Linked DNA regions of Mus musculus: region 1 is linked to region 2. Evidence: chromatin contacts called from public HiChIP or PLAC-seq data. All regions are on one chromosome and are shown on one strand. Each heading gives the region's core, a stretch centred on a gene start, on an enhancer-like site or on the middle of the called end of the contact. The rest is flanking DNA. Distances are from core to core; before and after follow the strand shown. Region 1 overlaps Anxa11 (annexin A11). Region 2 overlaps Zcchc24 (zinc finger, CCHC domain containing 24).

What was found. HiChIP or PLAC-seq counts read pairs in DNA pulled down with a chosen protein or histone mark.
Region 1: a contact with region 2 is called in an H3K27ac HiChIP or PLAC-seq map of epiblast stem cells. The contact joins two enhancer-like sites. A contact is called at or near these places in 19 of 39 promoter capture datasets (the 3T3-L1 cell line, 3T3-L1-derived adipocytes, the C10 cell line and 11 more), 5 of 484 Hi-C or Micro-C datasets (bone marrow-derived macrophages, embryonic stem cells, megakaryocyte progenitors and 1 more), 9 of 115 datasets of contacts at active chromatin or transcription factors (CD8 T cells, DN3 thymocytes, T-cell acute lymphoblastic leukemia and 6 more) and 3 of 9 other capture datasets (adipose tissue, embryonic stem cells and liver).

The regions. Positions count from the first base shown.
Region 1 is chr14:25,868,072-25,870,771 of GRCm38.p6, forward strand. It overlaps Anxa11 (annexin A11), which reads left to right. Exons shown (of 15, transcript NM_013469.2): 2 at 793-855; 3 at 1,998-2,110. The coding sequence starts at 801. Among named protein-coding and RNA genes, the nearest start is that of Anxa11, 27 kb to the left of the region's middle. Within about 2 kb of position 1,315, at least 74 of the 459 cell types and tissues checked have an H3K27ac peak or open chromatin away from gene starts, as enhancers often do. A contact at or near this core is called in adipose tissue, epiblast stem cells and stem cell-derived epiblast-like cells, where this site is marked.
Region 2 is chr14:25,717,282-25,719,981 of GRCm38.p6, forward strand. Zcchc24 (zinc finger, CCHC domain containing 24) reads right to left here. Exons shown (of 4, transcript NM_001101433.2): 3 at 2,346-2,510. Among named protein-coding and RNA genes, the nearest start is that of Ppifos, 17 kb to the left of the region's middle. Within about 2 kb of position 1,335, at least 89 of the 459 cell types and tissues checked have an H3K27ac peak or open chromatin away from gene starts, as enhancers often do. A contact at or near this core is called in adipose tissue, epiblast stem cells and stem cell-derived epiblast-like cells, where this site is marked.

The sequences.
Region 1 (2,700 bases), core at 65-2,564, 150 kb after region 2:
TTAATTGACATGGGACGTTGCTGAAGACTTGTGTACAGCGGGCAGCGAGAGCAGGTGTTCTGTCTGCTTCCCTGGGCTCTTTCTTGCCCTTGTGGCCTCATTTCCATGTAACTCTTACTTTCTTTGGGCTTTGGTACCTGCCAGGCCCTTCTGAGGGCATCTCTTGTTTCCAAGAATGATGACTCCCACAATAATCAGGTTATTTTATGTTAGTGGAATGCTCAGGAGAGACACAGACCTGCTATTAAAGATTGTGACAGCCAGTCTATGCTTGCAGCTTGCAGCTTGCATCTTGCATCTTGCATCTTGCAGCTTGGGTCTGACCCAGAGGCGCGCGTGTGTGTGTGTGTGTATGTGTGTGTGTGTGTATGTGTGTGTTGGTTGGTGTTGTGGTGAGCTTGAGGGTTGTACATGGGATGCAGGGAAACAGGGTCCTTCATTGTTGTGGAAGGATAGTAATAAGGACAAGTAGACTCTGAGTCTTGGGCGATGCTCTACCTAGAATATGATGTCAGAGAGCGTGTTGGTGGAAACAGAAACCAGGCCTGGAGGAGCAGTTGTCAAGGAATCAGGCAGCTGGATTATGGTGTTGTCCCCTCCTGTAGCTCTGGGTGGGCCTGATGAAGCTGGGGACACCCCCCCCCCCCCCCGCAGGAAGTGTGGGCTGGGGCATGGGAAGCCAATCCCTTCTATAGTGGCCTGGCCTTGGGCTCTGTTCCCAAGATGCAGATCTCAGCAGGCCTGCTCGGAGCCCCTCCACATGATCTGAATGCACTCTCTCTTCTTCTCCAGCTCTAGCCATGAGCTACCCAGGCTACCCTCCACCTGCCGGTGGCTACCCTCCAGCTGCACCAGGTAAGAGGACCCAGGGGATTGACTCTTTCTGCAGACTGGGGGCTGGAGAGGACTGGGGAGGCCTGCTCTACTCTGAGACTCTTTCTCTTTGGCAAAATAGCTTGACGGCTCTTTCCCTCCCCTGGCTGTCCCCAGGGGACAAGACAGGGAGTCACAACCTACAGGAGTATCCTGCAAAGTGTTGCTACTAACACACCCACTCTGTTTCAAGGAGTATGATTTTGGATTTTGCAGCATCGGGGTCTCTCCTACTGAGGCCAATACCAAAGGCCACTGTCCCTTTCTGTATCCCCTTCCCCATGGCTTCCAGGATCCCCTGGTGATGGGGTGAGACCACCCAACTGGGGCAGTGACTCAGCTAATCTTCCTTCTGAAGACTCGCCTGCCCTGCCCTACCCTGAACTGTTTCCTGAAAACATTTGGTTTCCATGGTAGTAAGGAAACTGAGGGATTCTGGGTAAGGAGACAGGGGCCACTGCACTGCAAAGATAGTTACCATTGAGGGAATCCAGCAGAAACGAACAAACGGACCAGGGAAGTACCTTGATCACTGTCACAGAGCATATCTAGCCAAGCTAGACCTTTCTCTGATCTGGCAGTAGTGACCTCAGTCCCCTCTTCAGCAAAAACACTGCCGTCTGTGACATCACATGTCAACTCCTCAGCCCTTACCTCAGCAGCTGGAGGTCACACTTCTGCAGACATGAATGAGTGGTTCAGAGCCTTGCCCCAGGACACACAGCCAGCCATGTGGTCTCCCAACGGGCTCCTTGATACCGTCCTTCACAGTGTCCCTGCCCTCTGACGTGGCTTCATTTCTCTCCATCTGAGAATCCTCAGCATTCCTGGAGTCCATGGCTGTCACATGCTCAGCTCCGCACAGAGCCTAAGGATGGATCTGTCCTCTCACCCAGTGGTGCTGGCTTTGAGAGGACAAAGCATGCCTGACTCCCCACTGGGGCTGGACCTGCCTTCTTCCTCTGCTTTCCCTGGCCCTCTTGTTCCATTCTTTCTGGGTCTTTATAACATTGGCTGGATGCTGGTCTTCCTTGGTTATCACAGCAGCCCCTCTGCAGCCCTCTTTTCTGTTCTGTCAGTGGGCCAGGGATACAGAGCTAATAATGGCTTGGTGTTGCTTTCAGGTGGTGGTCCCTGGGGAGGTGCTGGCTACCCTCCTCCCAGCATGCCCCCTATCGGGCTGGATAACGTAGCCAACTATGCGGGGCAGTTCAACCAGGACTACCTCTCAGGCATGGTAAGTCAGGCCCCTGCCAAGGTATCCCTGGGCCAGGGCTATAGGGATCAAGGCTGCTTACCCCAAGTTCTCAGGGAGACCTCATGCCTGTTTCTGTGAGCATAGAATGCTGAGCAGCAACTTAGAATATGAGGTCATCTACTTAACACCCACCCTACTCTGGCTCCCCCCTCCCCCCATCTATATTAGAGGAAGAGATTCTTGGCACTGAAGGTCTCTCAGGTCCGAGGAGATTGGGTTAGGCTGGTGCCTGCAGGAAGTTTATTGGGAATTTCTCATGAGCTGAGCACGAAGCCTGCAGGGAGGTGAGCATATGTGTGGAGAGCTGCGGGGGCGAGCACGTACAAGGCTGTTCTGGTTGGGTCTTGGTGCCGTGAAGCAGGTAGGTTAGAATGTACATGCTTTTATTTGTTGTTTTGCTTTTTAAAGGATGTTATTTTATAATCGGAAACCAAATGTGTGTTTAGGGGAAACACTGCTACTAGAAGGTACCCAAATTTATGCCAAGGCCCAGTTCTAGGTGCTGGGAATATGTGAGTGCAGCAAACAAAACCCCTGGGCTAGAGAGATAGCCAGGTCTAAGGTGCTTA
Region 2 (2,700 bases), core at 85-2,584:
ATGAAGAACTCCATCTTGAGCTGGAATCTGGTCCCTACGCTTTCATCTTGGATGTTCCCAGCACCCAGGGCCTCCTCCCATGCTCTCTGCTCAGGATGGTGACTAGTGGAGCATGTTATCTACCCCAGGCCAAACCCAAGCTGTCTAGTCAGTTTCCACGGCTCCCCTCAGCTCTTCCCAGGCCCTCCACGAGCCAGCTTTCTAGTAGGGGATAGAGGGACAAGAGTGGGCTAGTCTACACTGTCTCTGCTCCTCCTTTTGTATGGCTAGGCACTGCCATGGAACTCAGGCTGACTCAAGGGGACAGCTTCCATAAGACTGGTGTTTTACCACAGATGAGGAAACCATAAGCCATTTAAAAGTCTTACCCAGAGTACTCCAGAGAGGAAACAGTGAACCCCAAGCCCCATACTCTCAGGCATGCTGCCTGTCCTCCTCCCAGAGCTCTAGATCTCATGCTCTCTCCTAGCCTGTTCCAGGTCCCTGGCTTTCGGTCCCTGGGGCGGCATCCTCCTTTGCGGCCGCTTCCACCCTTGTGGTCCTGAGAACTCGCTTGCACTGCTCTGCCCACCCTGCCAGGCACTGCTGTCCTGGTTTCTATGCCAGGGGCTGACAGAGATCCAGAGCTCCCACGGGTAAGGGCAGAGCCAATGAGGAGAGCTGAGAGGCTTGCAGAGTGTTCTGGAAAACTGCTCTGCCCATGTCTCTGCAGTGTGTCCACAGCTCGTAGTATCACACGTCAGACAGCTTTGAACACCACCTCTGCCATCCATTGGCTGATGGCTGCTACCTCAGCTCATCTTTCTACAGCCTGAGCTAGCAGGTTAGTGACAGGTGTCATCTAGGCTTAGCTGTGTGTGTGTGTGTGTGTGCACGTGTGTACTAGACAGTAAATGATTCTATAACTACCGAGCTCCACAAAGACTTCATAATGTCTGTGTGGACAGTCAGCAAGTAATTTAGCATCTCTTTGCATGATTGTTCTCCTTCATAAAATATACGTAATAGAAGTCCTGTTTCATGGGGTTGTGGTTAGAAGGGTACCTGGCTCATGGGGAACTGTCCATACATTAGTATTAATATTGAATATTATCAGTAATGTTTTGAAAGGGCAGGACCACCATCAGCTGAATCCTTGGGAAATACTCTTGGCCTACACTGGCCGGCCCAAGCCTGAGGTTCCTTAAAACTGTTTTTCTCCTTGGCCTTGGTCAATGTGGATTCTAGCCAGCTGCTAAGACTTACTCAGCCTGCAGCCTCAAGTTGCCAGTGGGGAGCTTGGGGGAGCTGTCAGGATGACTCCCCTCCGTGGAAGGAAACACCCAGCAGCTGGGACTGATCTGTGAACTGCCCCACCCCACCCCCAGCCCCCAGCAGGGGAGCAAAGCCCGTGTGTTTTCCTCTCTTCTGGGGTGGGAGGGGGGCTGGGTTGTCTGGGGGAGACACAGTTGGAGTCTGACAGGAAACAGATGTAGTGGGGGCAGGGTTTCTCAGAGGAGTGAGGTGGCCCAGGTCAGCACTGGGGGAGGGGCAAGAGGACAGGCTCCACTCCCTCACAAGGAGAGCAAGGGGGAGGTATTCCCAAATCTCAAGCCAAAGAAAGGAACACAAGGACCCAGGAACCCAGAACGTGGCTGGTGTGTGTGCTGCAGGGTGCGATTGTTCAAAACCTATTGCCTTTGTGTACCTCAATCTTCCCAAAGCACACAGTAGGTGCTCAACAAATACTGGCTGGATGATGGTGAGTGGGAAGCATGGAGCTTCGAGCTCTTGAAAGATTCATCTAGATTGGGCTCTTCTGTGTAGAGCCAGGCTGGCAGGTCAGCAGGCTACACTTAGGCTATGCTGGTAGGATGTGGGATGGAGGAAGGCAGGGAAAGCCATCAGGGACCGAGGGGTATCTTGGCAAGATGGAAGGGACCCCATACTTAGCCTGTCCTGCCAGACACTGGCCCACACAGAAAAACTGCCACGTGTCCAGTTCCTCTGCCTCTGAGTGTGCGAACTGGTTCTGCCTTTCTGTCTAGGTCATAAGACAGTCTGTGAGTCCCCCAGACCTGCAGCCCAGATCCTCGGAACCCAGACACTAGAAGACTTGTAGAAACTGAGCTGTCCTAATTCCCTGTCCTCCCAGTCATCCACCATGGCTTACCCTTCCTGCCTACCCCACCCACACACCTCAGCTTCAGGTTCCAGAGTAGAGAGCCAGTGAAGCCTCAGAAGGGGGAAAGAATCACCCTGCAGGGAGCCTGAAAGAGCGCCCTGCGACTTCCCCCAGCCCCACCCACTGCAGGCTGCTCAGTCCCACAGCTAGCTCCACCCCTACCCAGGCCCCGCCTACCCACCTGCTTGTGCGGGTACACGTTGATGTGGCACTTGATGCACTCCTGCCCCATGTTGGCCCAAGAGTTCCCACTCATCCATTTTCTCTTGCATTTGGGGCACTTGTACTCGCCAAAGCAGCGCTTCTTGCCTTGGTACGGCGTCAGACCCTCACCTTTGGGGCGTGCCTGGAGAGACAGGAAGTAAATACAGGAAAATGAGGGCTCAGCCTTCAGCTCTCATGGCCTGCATCCCATCCCCATACTTGCTTTACGGTGTGCTGGGAATCAAACCCAGGACCTCGTGCAGACTGGACAAGCCCTCTACCCACTGAGCTACAACTCCAACCCAACTAAGCTTGGCGTTTCTGTCACGACG